2 separate regions of the Mus musculus genome follow, and region 2 is linked to region 1. The links are chromatin contacts, called in public HiChIP or PLAC-seq maps. All regions are on one chromosome and are shown on one strand. Each heading gives the region's core, a stretch centred on a gene start, on an enhancer-like site or on the middle of the called end of the contact. The rest is flanking DNA. Distances are from core to core; before and after follow the strand shown.

Region 1 (6,623 bases), core at 583-3,082:
TTTCCTTTGTGAACACTTGATGCATTACAATTTGTCTAATCATTCTGCTACTCAAATCCACACGACGGACAGCCTGTCCTCGCCTGCAGACTCGCTTCAGTTGTTACTGTGAACCGCCTTCACTCGCTTCAGCAGACTGAACGTTTCCAGTGAGGGATAAATTACATTCAACTCCAACTCCACCAATCCTACTTAATTTCCACAGCGCATTTATAAAGCGGACCAACACATCACACCAGATACCCCTTCATCAAGCACACTACACTTCTCCCCACTTTGTGCCTGGTTAAATTCACACGACACTGCCACGAAGGATCAACTGCATAGCTCAGGAGTCAAGACGATGGAAAATGGAATCACTGAGCAAGGGCTACCAAAAATTTTCTCTCGAGGTTTTGTTGTTTTGCTGGTGTTGAGGATTGAACCTCCAGTCTTGACTGCTAGCCAAGCGCTGCACCAATGAAGTACATGGCCTCTCCCTCTTTTGTCTTTGTCTGTCTCCCTCTTGTCTCTCTCTGAAGACAGGCAGGGTCTTGATGTGTTGCCCATGCTGGCCTAAGACTCATGACTGCCCTCTCTGTAACTCTGACCTTCAGACAGGTTTACTCGGCAGGCCTGTATGGTGATCCTCCTGCCTTGCTTAATCTCTTGAGTAGCTGGGATAACAGGCCCATGCCAGGAGCCCAGATCTTCATAGTTTTCTAGAGTGCATAATCGAGTAGATGGTGCTAGCTAAATAAGTCATTAGAGCTTAAGCACTGGCTCTAACTTGTGCATAGTTTTGGCTTCTGCCCATCAGTCTGTGAGGCCTTTAAAATAAAAAAACAAATACCAACAGAACAATTATTTCATAGTTTCTTACCTTCAGGCAAGCGTAGAAGATGATTTCTTCTTACATTGAAGTCTCTCAAGGCTTCCAGATTACCAATTTGGGAAGGCACAGTTTGAATTTCATTGCAGCTTACATCCTATTTCAAAGAGTACAAAAGCAAGATCATTTTAATCATAAACTTACCTGCTTTAAACTATTACAAAATGAAATTAGGTAATTTTCTTGGTATATATGCATGTGTGTGTATATGAAATCATCTTGTACCTGAAAATAACTCAGTTTTATTTTAATTTATAGGCCTTTTAATTCATTCTATATATTTTATATAGGCTTATAAAATTTTTTGAAATTAAAATTATATGGCTTAAGATATTAGTAGAAAGCCTAGAATACTAGATCAAATAAAAATGTTGGTAAAAGGTAAAGCAGAAAAAGTATATTTTATGTTATACTATTCTAATTAAAATTAAAAAAATGATTAAAAATTATTACATAGAAAAGCTGCCATTTTTCAAAGTGCCAGTTAGATTGTTCAAAAATATAAAATTAAAGTGTAAGGAATGACTCTATTTTTATCCAACTGCATGTAAAGGGAAATACTAAATCATACACAACTCAAAAGCTATGGAAAAGCAGGCTGGTAGTATCCAGTTAGTCTGAGTCTAATACACAGGGTCCAGAGGCCTGCTGGTGCTTGCTTAAGAGCTTGATCTCAATAGGCCTGAAAGAATGACTAGCTACAGCTTCCAAGATGAAAACTGCAAACATCCCATGGTTCTGAGACGGCCAGAATGATTTACAAGCTATGCGCATGTGCAGCAGAAGGTAGCTCACGCTGTAATTGGATAGTTAGATGCCCCCCCCCCCCCGACACACACACACACACACACACACACACACACACACACACACGAGAAAGCAAAGAGCACTACTTACAAAGCCAGGCTGCTCACCATGCAGCTGCGTCAGCCTTACACAGCCTTAAGGCTTTGATTACATTTATTATTTATTTGTGGGTGAGAGGAAGTAGGGGGTATTGCTGAGTGTGGAGATCAGAGGACAGTTTGTGGGGTTTGGCTCTTCTCTACCACCTGGCCTCAGGGTCATCTGGCTTGGCTGCAAACACTATTACTTGTTGACCCATTTTGCTGGCCCCAAACATTATTTTATCTTTTTCAAAAGAGAAAAGAATATAATTTTCATCTTTCCTATTCATTAATGACAAGTAGGATCAAAAATTGGACTTTGAAGTCCAGTGCTCTAAGCATCAAATTTAAAACGGGCAGTAAAAGAAGTTGAAGAGGCACAGCACGTGGGTCTGTGGCTAGAATTTTAGTACTTGATGTTTTATCTCTCAGAAAATACCCGTGTCAATAGAAAGACATTTACTCTCACCAGAAATGGGGGTGGGAAGGAAAGAGAGAAGGATGTGGTAAGACTACCATCACGGAAGCCAGAGTCCCCTTCCTCTGTCAAAAGTCCCCTGAATACTGCAGGCATCAACTGGCACCTTTTCAAAAAAACTAACAGGAGTTTCTCAAACGTGTATCTGTCTGCTGAGAACTTAGGATTCTGTAAGTAGTTACAAAATTTAATTGATTTGATGCTAAAAATTTTGGAAATTAAGGCAGGAAGACTGAGTTCAAGGGCAATGCAGGCTATAAAGTATATTTTTTTCAAAAAATAAGAATATGATCAAACTATATGATGAAAAATTTTAAATAAAATAAATATAATAAATAAAATAAAATAAAATGGAAAAATAAAGAAAAGAACTTAGAGTGTAAGTTATACTTACTTCGTGTTAACAAACCAAGTTCTAAAGAATGCCCCCAAAACATACATTTTGGGTTTTATTTCCAAAGTCTAGCTAGCACAAAAATAGTAGCCTAAAATCCCAACTCTAGATTTAACGTCTGTGAATTTTTAACATATAACCTGTTATATTTAAAGTCCTCCTACCAAAGTAATCTAATTTGTCTAGCTAGATTTATACCTTTAAAAAATAAGATTTATTTTATGTATATGAGTACAATGTAGCTGTCAGACACTCCAGGAAAAGGCATTGGATCCCATTACAGATGGCTGTGAGCCACCATGTGGTTGCTGGGAATTGAACTCAGGACCTTTAAAAGAGCAGTCAGTGCTCTTAACCTCTGAGCCATTGCTACAGCCCTATATCTTTCTTTTTCTGTTTACAACCATCTTTATTAATAAACTGTATTTCTAAATCTCAATGGACACAGTTGCATTTGATCATTTCAAGTAATTCGAAACAGACTTTAGTTCAAGGAGGCTGATTTCCAATCCTATGGTGACACAGCCTCTGGCAAATTATGTCATATGAGTACTAGTTTCCATAGTTATAAAATGCAGACAATATTAGTCCAGCTTATAACATAATTGTGGGGATATAAACAGTTTAACTCCTAAACTAACTTAAAACATAAACAGTTAAGAGATGGTTTCTTGGGCAGGGCAGTTAGTGGGGCATATCTTTAAGCCTAGCACTTGGGAGGCAGAGGAAAGCAGATCTCTGTGAGTTCAAGGCCAGCCTAGTTTACAGAGCAAAGTTTCAGGACAGCAAAAGCTACACAGAACAATCCTGTCTTGAAACAAACAAACAAACATGGTTTCTTGTATACTGACAAGTATACAATAGTAGAAGAAATTTAATAGTATCTTAGGATATATGTAATAGCAAATTATAGTTGGCTACATATTCCAAAGATATGGCAAGAAAACAAACATACCAAAAAAAAATCAAAGAGTAACTTTTGGAATGTCCATTCATTTATGAAGGCTAATAAATATCATAAAAATATTGATATAAAAATTTGAAAACTCAGGCAGGCAGTGGTGGTGCATACGTTTAATCCCAGCACTTGGGAGGCAGATTTCTGAGTTTGAGACCAGCCTGGTCCACAGAGTGAGTTCCAGGACAGCCTGGGCTACACAGAAATACCCTATCTCGAAAAACCAAAAAGGAAAAAAAAATTGAAAACTCAACTACATTATTAGCTTATGTCTCAAAAGTTTAGTAATATAGAAATCATTTAATACTGGATAGAAAATAACCAAGGACATTTCCCCATTTTGTGTGATATTAAGACTTGTACATTGAAGTCTTTCTTAATTAAATTGTCAAGCCAACGCTATAAAATTACTTTAAAAACAACCTTAATATTTGATTTTTATTCTATAGAAGACTACAGACATGTTGGACAATCAAAAAATGAAATGTTAACTTACAAGTTCTGTCAAATGTCTGAGATGTCCAATTTCTTCAGGAAGCGAGACCAATTTGTTATTGCTAGCGATTAAGACTTTCAGTGGTAAGTTACACAAGTGGACTGGCAATGTTGACAGTTGATTCCGACTAAGTGAGTAAGTAGAGACAGAGCGGTCAGATACCACTGAAGAAAAATATCTCCATGTTTCATTTTAGATACAAAACTAAGTCTTACAAAGAATAATAAACAGGATACTAGATTTGAGTTCTGTCAGTTGAATCAATTCCCTGACTAAATTTAGACAGATAACAGGAATCTTTGTTTATATATATAAAAAAAAAAAACACGAGAATCACATATATAAAATATTCAAGCACATTTCTTTTAGAATAGAAAGAAATTAAGTTTACCATGTAAATTTTTTTATTGATTTTATGTATAGGAGTACACTGCCGCTGTCTTCAGACACCATAATCGGGCATCAGATCCCATTACAGATGGTTGTAAGCCACCATGTGGGTGCTGGGAATTGAACTAAGAACCCATGGAAGAGCAGTCAGTGCTCCTAACTGCTGAGCCATCTCTCCAGCCTTACCATGTAAATTTAACCCCATAATAATTCTTTCAGAGCCATGTCTGCCCATTTTCAAGATCTTTTTTGTTGATTAACATATTTCATGGACCTTTAAAAAATTTATAATCCAATAATAATCTACTGCTATATGTTTATTAAGAAAAATACTTAACATTTACATAAAATTTCTCTAGTGTTATTTTTAATGAGATTTTAAAAACTTAGAACTAAATATAAGGAGTGAATTTTATGCTTTAAGGTTTTATTTTTATTTTTTAATTGTCTACATGTGTGTCAGAGTGGGTTTATGGGTGTTGAGTGCAGCACCCAAAGCAGCCAGAAGAGGGCGTCAAATTCCCCTGGAGCTGCAATTACAGGCAGTTGTGAGCTGTCTGACAGGGATGCTAGGAACTGGACTCAAGCTCCCTGAAAAAGCAGCATACGCTTTCAATGATTTGTCACCCCACCAGCCCCAGGGATAGATTGTTTTTAAGGCATATAAACTGGGTACCAAACTATTTCCATGGTCCAATGAGATGGCTCAGTGGGTAAAGGTACTTTCTATGTAAATATGGCAACCTGAATTCAATCCCTGGAACCCATACAAAAGTAGAAGTAGAGAACTGATTCCACAACACAAGGTTGTCCTCTGCCTCTGTGCATGCATTACAGCACACGAACACACAAAGTAACAATGTAGTGTGTGTGTGTTGCTGGGAACTGAACCAGTGTCTTTTTTTTTTTTTTTTTGGTTTTTCGAGACAGGGTTTCTCTGTGTAACCCTGGCTGTCCTAGAACTCACTCTGTAGACCAGGCTGGCCTTGATCTCAGAAATCTGCCTGCCTCTGCCTCCCAAGTGCTGGGATTAAAGGCGTGCACCGCCATGCCTGGCTGAACCAGTGTCTTGTGCATACCAGGCTAATGCTCCACCAGCTAAGCTGTATCCCAGGCCATCAGACCTAGTATTTACTTGATAAAGTAAATAACTTACAGCTAGTAGAGCCTATTAATTATGCAAAGCTAAAAATAAACAGAGAAACAAGAGAGACTTGGGAGAAAAGTTACTATATCCTAAGAACATATCAGAAACTGCTGATGTGAACAGAGAAGTATCTGCAAATATTTTAGTGACTGAGAGGAGAAAATTAAAGGTCATATAAAACCAGTTTTCCCAAAAGAATAGCATTCTTACCTAATATTTAGGAATGTCAGAGCTTGTAAGTTTAGAACAGCCTCTGGGATATACCGAATACAATTCTGGTATAGGTTAAGACTTTCCAGGGAAACAAAGTGACATGCTTCCATAGGGATTTCTGAGAGGCGATTTCGTGACAGGTCTGAAAGAAAATATAAAAGCTTAAAACCATCCTTTGAAACTTGTTTTACTGAAATTAGTTAGTATGCTTCATAATTACTTGATTTCTCCAGAATTCCTAGTGGAAACTGGTTCAATATAAGCATTGAAACATTTATTAACTGGCAGAGTAACCCATTAAACACATACCTTTAAACAGCTGCTAGAAAATGTTTCCTTTTCACTTTCCACACATACAAAAAATAAAATTGTTATTCTTTGTGAGTAATACACATTCTAAGACACTGGCCACTCATTTTATCAAAGCTGCATCACTAAGTTCCAAATGTCATCAGATACAAAGATACCCATCTTCCTATGCATGTATGAGAGAGAAGGGGGGACGGGGAGAGAGAAGGCCATGATGTGTTCATAGGGGTGAGAGAACAGCTCTCCGTCCACTGAAGGAGCCAGAGATCAGGATGTCAGGGCTGGCCAGCAAGTAACTTTTTACCAACTGAACCATGCCCAACTCTCTACTAAAGAAAGTTACCGTTCTTTGTTAAAACACACCCAGGAGCCTTTTTTGGTCCCAATGACACAATGTGAGCCTCAATAAAAATAGTAGTTAAGGGGCTAGAGAAATGGCTCACTAGTTAAGAATTCTTGCTGCTTTTCTAAAGGACCACC
Region 2 (6,521 bases), core at 1,149-3,648, 70 kb before region 1:
AGGCAGAGGCAGGCAGTTTTCTGAGTTCAAGGCCAGCCTGGTCTACAAAGTGAGTTCCAGGACAGCCAGGGCTATACAGAGAAACTCTGTCTCGAAAAAAAACAAAAACCAAAAACCAAACAACAAAAAAACCCATTTTGTTTGTTCTTACATTGCTTCATAGCCATAATGTGAAAATATTTTGATTTTGCCTCTTCCTGTGGTATTGTGGATTGAGCCCAAGGCCCCACCCAGGTCTGCCAGGCAAGCAATCTATTACTGAGCTATGTTCCCAGCCATATATATATATATATTTGCCATTTTTTTAAATTATAAAAATAACATGCTCGGGCTGGAGAGATGGCCCATGGTTAAGAGCACTGACTGTTCTTCCAGAGGTCCTGAGTTCAAATCTCAGCAACCACATGGTGGCTCACAACCATCTGTAATGAGATCTGATGCCCAATTCTGCTGTGTCTGAAGACAGTTACAGTGTACTTACAATAAATAAATAAATAAATAAATAAATAAATAAATAACATGCTCAGTTGAGGAAGGTTTTAGATTATCAATTGCCTTCTCATTTTGTTCATGTTCTTACAGTCTCTTCTCAAAATAACTTAGATCTCTATGCAAGTTAGAACATTTGCTGAGAAGCACTGAGCACATGGGTGTTAGCTAGACAGATTAGGATGCAAGGCGTGCGGGCTGCATCTGGGACACAGGCAAGCTGGCTGCACATGCGGGATTTCCTGTGGGTGCCGTGCGTCCGGTGGTGAGGCTGATAGCTTGCTTGACTAGACCTAGTAGCTGCCTCCCTCCATTTGACGAGGTGGAGGTACCAGGGCTTCCCTCCTGTGATGTGGAGGTGAGAATGCAAAGCCTTGGGGACAGCCTGCTTGGGATGAATTTATTCACTCATCACCAGACACATCCTAACCAGAAGACAACCAGCAGGCACACCAGTCTGAGGACACTGAAGAGCACATGGGGACGGGACATCACTATGCTGTATAAAGAACATCTGTGTTCCACAGGAGAGGGGTGGGTGACTCCCATTTCCAACCCAGGGGACCTGCTTGGTCTGAGAGTAACCAGGCATTAACCTCAGTGATCCCTTAGGACCTGCTGGAACTTAGGGTCCTTATCCTTTCTGCTCCTCTCAAGATGTCCTGGGAAGAGCTAAGCCTTTGACTTTGGGAGTCTCTCCAGCATCCTTGTGAGGCCCTCAGTATCATGCCAGTTGGTGAGAGAGTCGGGTCTTTCTTGTCCAGGTGGTAAATCTGCTCCTTCAGATTCATCCATTATCAACGTCAGCTAGGTAGCACACTGTGGCAACCTGGCAGAGCTAATGGAACAAGCCCTTCCCTGAAGGCTATCCATGCTGGTGGTAGTCAGGAAGCAAAGAGTGAGTGAGCTGGTGGAGAGTGCGAGAAATGTCTCTGTACTTGACCGCATTCCTATGGGGGCCAGGTGTGACCTCCGGGGCATCCTTAAGGTAGGTCCTGACTTCCATGGGAATGGTCCAACCCTGAAAAACCACTTGGTGGCTGACAACGAAGATAAGGTGGTCATGAAGCCAGGAGACCTATGGAGTCTGGAGTGACTTAGACACTGGCTTCTTGAGAGCATTAACTCTGAGTTGACAGTGACTCATGGGGACCCACAGAACAAACCTGTAGCCAGCCCCGGGTCACAGCAGGATTGAGGCAGTCAGATGACAAGTGGAGTCTTTTTTTTTTTTTTTTAAGATTTATTTATTTATTATATGTAAGTACACTGTAGCTGTCTTCAGACACTCCAGAAGAGGGAGTCAGATCCTGTTACAAATGGTTGTGAGCCACCATGTGGTTGCTGGGACCCGAACTTCAGACCTTCGGAAGAGCGGTCGGGTGCTCTTACCCACTGAGCCACCTCACCAGCCCAACAAGTGGAGTCTTAACTTCAGTCACTGCTGCTGTGGGTTTTCGAGTTCTATGGAGCCGAACTGTGGCTACTTCCCAAAGTACTGAGTATATACAGTGGGGAAGACATATTCGGGACAGGTACAAATGTAGGAGCGCCTGGAACTTTCCAACTCCACTGAAAATTAAACCACAGGCTTGCTGTGACCCTGATGACACTGCATAGGTAAGCGCCGCCTTCCAACACCTGACTGAAGCACAGGGCCTTAGATTTGCTGCTTGGTCTGTGCAGAAGCTGCCTGGCCCTTGCACAGTCACGGGGACTGTTGTAACTCCAGCTGCTGCTGCTATTCATAGACTTTGTTGATACACATCTGCAATACAGCTGCTAATCGCTAAACCAATTCGAAAGCTGCTTGCTTTCACCAGCAGGGCCATGTGTGCCTCCTCCTTCCTATACGGGGGCTGCCGATCCTCCAGCTGTCATGTCATGGTCTACAGAGGCATCTGCTTTGACACTCCATATCAGATCTCCTGTTGCATTAATGACACCAGGCTGCTATGCAAGTATGGCAAGTGACTTACAAAGACATCTGTGAATTAGAGCGTGGGATCAGCTTCATTCCTAGTGCCAATTGTGTGTGATTAAAATCCATTTAAATAACACAAATCACACTATCAATTTAAACAGACTTTAACAAAAGGATCATGAGCTATTAATATGGGACAGATTACCAAGAAGGGATAAAGAGAGCTCTGAAGGCTAGCACAGGGCTGACTGCCAGGATCCGAGAAAGGAACCAAGGAGGTGGAAGGAAAGTCTTTCCCATGACTAAGATTCAGGCTCATTAGAGAAAGTGCGTGGTTTCCTGGATGCCAAGAGGTGCTGGGGTTTTGTTTGTTTGTTTGTTGTTGTTTGTTTGTTTTGGATTTTTTTGGATATTGTTCTAATTATGTAGCTCAAGGTGTTCTCTGACTCATCTTGATCCTCCTGCCTCAGCCTCCTGCCTCTTGAGTGCTGGAATTATAGGAGTGTGCACTTAAATGTTTGTCTCCTCCTCCTCCTCCCTTCTGCCCCTTCTCTTCCTCCCTCTCTCCTTTCCTCCTTCTTCAGTCAGATGAATACTCGGTTGTAGAAGGTGGACTTTTTTTATTCATTGAGATTATCTTCCCCTTTAATATGTGGAAGTAAAACAGGGTAGATTTGCTATTGTGTTCTTTACATTCTTGGAGTTAATCTTACCTCGTCATAATGGATATAATGTTGCAGTTGTTAGTTAAATGTTTTGGTCAATGAGTGCCACTGGGTGTCACACAGCTCTAGCAGTGTGACCAGGGAGCCAGAGCACAGTGAGCCTACAGACCTCCTGCCGTGTCCTCTAGCGCCCTCTGCTGACGAAGCTTAGTATTTTGCTAGGTGGCCAAAGGAAACACTTCCAGTCATGCCCAGCCATGCTGAATGAACCTGGAGCTGAGAGGCAGTGACTGGTACCTGACTCAGTGGGATGTTTACCCTGTAGATCACTGGTGAGCACATTTTATCATGTGAAGGAGTTTCTTGTCCAAGTATTCATTTATTTTTGGTGGTGGTGGGAGGACAGCATCTCATAACATAGCCCTGGCTGACCTGGAACTCATCACAGAGACAAAGCTGGCCCCAAACTCAAAGAATTTAGAGTCACCTTCTCAGTGCCAGGATAAAGGTGTGTCGCCACACCCAGCTGAGATGAATTATTTTCATCCATCAATATGATTTTTTGATGATATATTTTTCTCCTCTGTCTATAAAGTAAAATACACTTACTTAAGTTTATTTATTTGACAGTTTGTTTATGTGTATGTGTTTATATCTGCCACATGGAAGCCAGTGGAATATGCCAGAGGGGCTAGAGTTACAGGTGGTTGTGACCGCTCAAACTCAGCAAGACCAGGATAGGCTCCTAACCATTGAGCCATCCCTCCAGTCTCTGTAGAGTTACAGACTGTACTAATCTACCCACTAATGTTGAGTCATCTTTCATTTCCTAAAAGTCTACCTGGGGATGGTACGGTGTTAATAAACCACTAGGGCTGATATACTTTGATTTTTTTTTTTTTTTTTTTTTGGTTTTTCGAGACAGGGTTTCTCTGTATAGCCCTGGCTGTCCTGGAGCTCACTTTGTAGACCAGGCTGGCCTCGAACTCAGAAATACGCCTGCCTCTGCCTCCCGAGTGCTGGGATTAAAGGCGTGCGCCACCACGCCCGGCTATACTTTGATTTTTATATCTCTTTGTTTTCTGGGGCTATTTTTTTTTTTTTTTTTTTTTTGTGTTGCTTCCAAAGTTCACTGGCTTGGCTGCATGGCTTGAAAACAATTCCATTTTACTATGATCCGAAACCCAAAAGAGAAATAGAATAAAACTGTATGTGTTGTTTGAAGTGTAGTAAAATCCAAGCCATCTTGACTGGATATCTCTCTCTCTTGTCTTGATGTGTTTGCAGGAGATGTCATATTTATTTATTTTCTGGAGTGTCATATTTTAAAAGAGAAACATTATCTGCCTAGAATGATATTCAGCTCTTCATTTACCAGATCTTTCAGAGTCATGTTTTGTAACATGTCTTCGTAGGAAAGATTCCATTTTGTTTCAGTTTTTTGGTCTCCTGCTTCTGCCCCCAGCGCTGGGTTACCACATGCTCCACCATACCTAATCTTCTGTATTTTACTATTGAATGCTCCTGGACTTTAGGACTTACATATTTCTGGTTTTCACTAGTAGCTGTTGAGACTTATTTTTGAATTATGTATGTGTCTCTGTGTGGGCATGTGGGCATGTGGGCATGAGTGCAGGTACCCAGGAGGTCAGAGATGGCTTTAGACTCCCGGAGCTGCGGTTACAGGCTGCTGAGCCTGTGTGGACATGGGTGTTGGGAACTGAAACAGGTCCTTTGCAAGAGGACAACAGTGCCATCTCTTGAGCTCAATGGCAACCTTTAAATTTGTTGTTGTTTTGTTTTCTAAGTCAGGGTTTCTCTGTGTAGCCCTGGCTGTCCTGGAACTTGCTCTGTAGGCCAGGCTGGCCTTGAACTTATAGATCTGTCTGCCTCTGCCTTCTGAGTGCTGGGATCATAGGCGTGCGCCACCACTCACCCTGCTGTAACCTTTAAATTTTTTATATAGGGGCTGGAGAGATGGCTCAATGGTTAAGAGCACTGACTGCTCTTCCAGAGGTCCTGAGTTTAATTCCCAGCAACCACATGGTGGCTCACAACCATCTATAATGGGATCTGATGCCCTCTTCTGGTGTCTTCTGGTGTATAGCTACAGTGTACTCATAAATAACAAATAAATAAATCTTAAAAAAAAATAATCGTATGCTGGGCAGTGATGGTGCACGCCTTTGATCCCAGCACTTGGGAGGCAGAGGCAGGTGGATTTCTTAGTTCAAGGCCAGCCTGGTCTACAGAGTGAGTTCCAGGACAGCCAGGAATACATAGAGAAACCCTATCTTAGAAAAAAAAATTCTTTTTTATACATGTCTAGGTTTTACTGTCTCTCTCTTAGGTGTAGAATTAATCATTATGCATATCCTGTTGCTTTTATTAAAACTCTTATTTACTGCCCCCCCCTTTCCAATATCCTGTGTTGAAACCAATTTTATACAATTGTCAGTCCATTAGCCTACCACTATTACACTACACTGTGCTGTGCTGTGTGTGGAGATTGTTGTATCTCTAGCCACTAGTGGAGAGAGCTAGGGGACTAAAGAATTCAAGTAAACTTGAGTGCCAGACTTGAACCTTGGCGATCTGCCTTCAGGGCCCAGGCTCCTCCCAGTAGTCCTGGTGCCTCCTGAGGGACTGTCATGAGAATCACACTTCACTGTTTTTTTTTTTTTTTTTTTCCTTTGTTACACGCCATTTATTTTCCCTTGCAAACGGACATCTTCAAGTAACTTTCATAGACTGAATCTCATCATCTTTCTCTCCTATTTGAAACTTTGGCTGGTATCTTAGATTCATATCTATTTTCACTTAGAAATTTGAAGACTCCTCTCCCCTCAGTCAAGGTATCTTATATCTCAGGCTGGACTAGAATTTGCTATGGGGCTAACATTGGCTTTGAACTCCTGATCCTCCTGCTTCTACTAGAGGTATGGGCAGCCATGTCTAGTTTTATGTGGTGCAGACCATCAAACCCAGGGCTTCATGCATGCCAGGCCAGGATCCCAGCAGAACTATCCCAGCCCACATTTCTATCTTTTTGGATGAGTGTTCAGTATTTGTTGTGCCAGGGAAATGTTAGTGATCTCCCAAAACACACACAGAAGCCAATCTGATGCAACTTACAGCAGGGTCTTTATTCTATTCAAGCTAGCTCGCCTCTCCTAACAGCTACCAGTTGCCATTAGCTTCTCAGCTAGGCGAGGGGCTTCTTGCCCACCTCTATACGCTATCCTGGGATTTTGAGTTTAAAGTGTCTTGTACATGTTGTCATATGCTTTGAGTTTACAGGTGCCTCTCCTCCTTTAAAAATGGAGTGGCTTACACCCAGAAAAGTACACCAACCAGACACAAAGAACACGGCAGCATCTGGGCTGGCCACCCTCGGTTCCTCACCAAGTCTGTTGTGATCAGATCTCTGTAGGAAAATTTGC

Evidence for each region. HiChIP or PLAC-seq counts read pairs in DNA pulled down with a chosen protein or histone mark.
Region 2: a contact with region 1 is called in an H3K27ac HiChIP or PLAC-seq map of T-cell acute lymphoblastic leukemia, with 2.7 times the contacts expected there. The contact joins two enhancer-like sites. A contact is called at or near these places in 3 of 484 Hi-C or Micro-C datasets (CD8 T cells, embryonic stem cells and nephron progenitors), 1 of 115 datasets of contacts at active chromatin or transcription factors (T-cell acute lymphoblastic leukemia) and 3 of 9 other capture datasets (adipose tissue, liver and pancreatic islet).

Annotation. Positions count from the first base shown.
Region 1 is chr16:32,949,645-32,956,267 of GRCm38.p6, reverse strand. Lrch3 (leucine-rich repeats and calponin homology (CH) domain containing 3) reads right to left here. Exons shown (of 21, transcript NM_001081255.1): 2 at 5,832-5,976; 3 at 4,085-4,211; 4 at 863-968. Among named protein-coding and RNA genes, the nearest start is that of Lrch3, 39 kb to the right of the region's middle. Within about 2 kb of position 1,832, at least 40 of the 459 cell types and tissues checked have an H3K27ac peak or open chromatin away from gene starts, as enhancers often do. A contact at or near this core is called in T-cell acute lymphoblastic leukemia, where this site is marked.
Region 2 is chr16:33,020,733-33,027,253 of GRCm38.p6, reverse strand. All of the region lies in intron 8 of Iqcg (IQ motif containing G), which reads left to right. Among named protein-coding and RNA genes, the nearest start is that of Iqcg, 32 kb to the left of the region's middle. Within about 2 kb of position 2,398, at least 31 of the 459 cell types and tissues checked have an H3K27ac peak or open chromatin away from gene starts, as enhancers often do. A contact at or near this core is called in T-cell acute lymphoblastic leukemia, where this site is marked.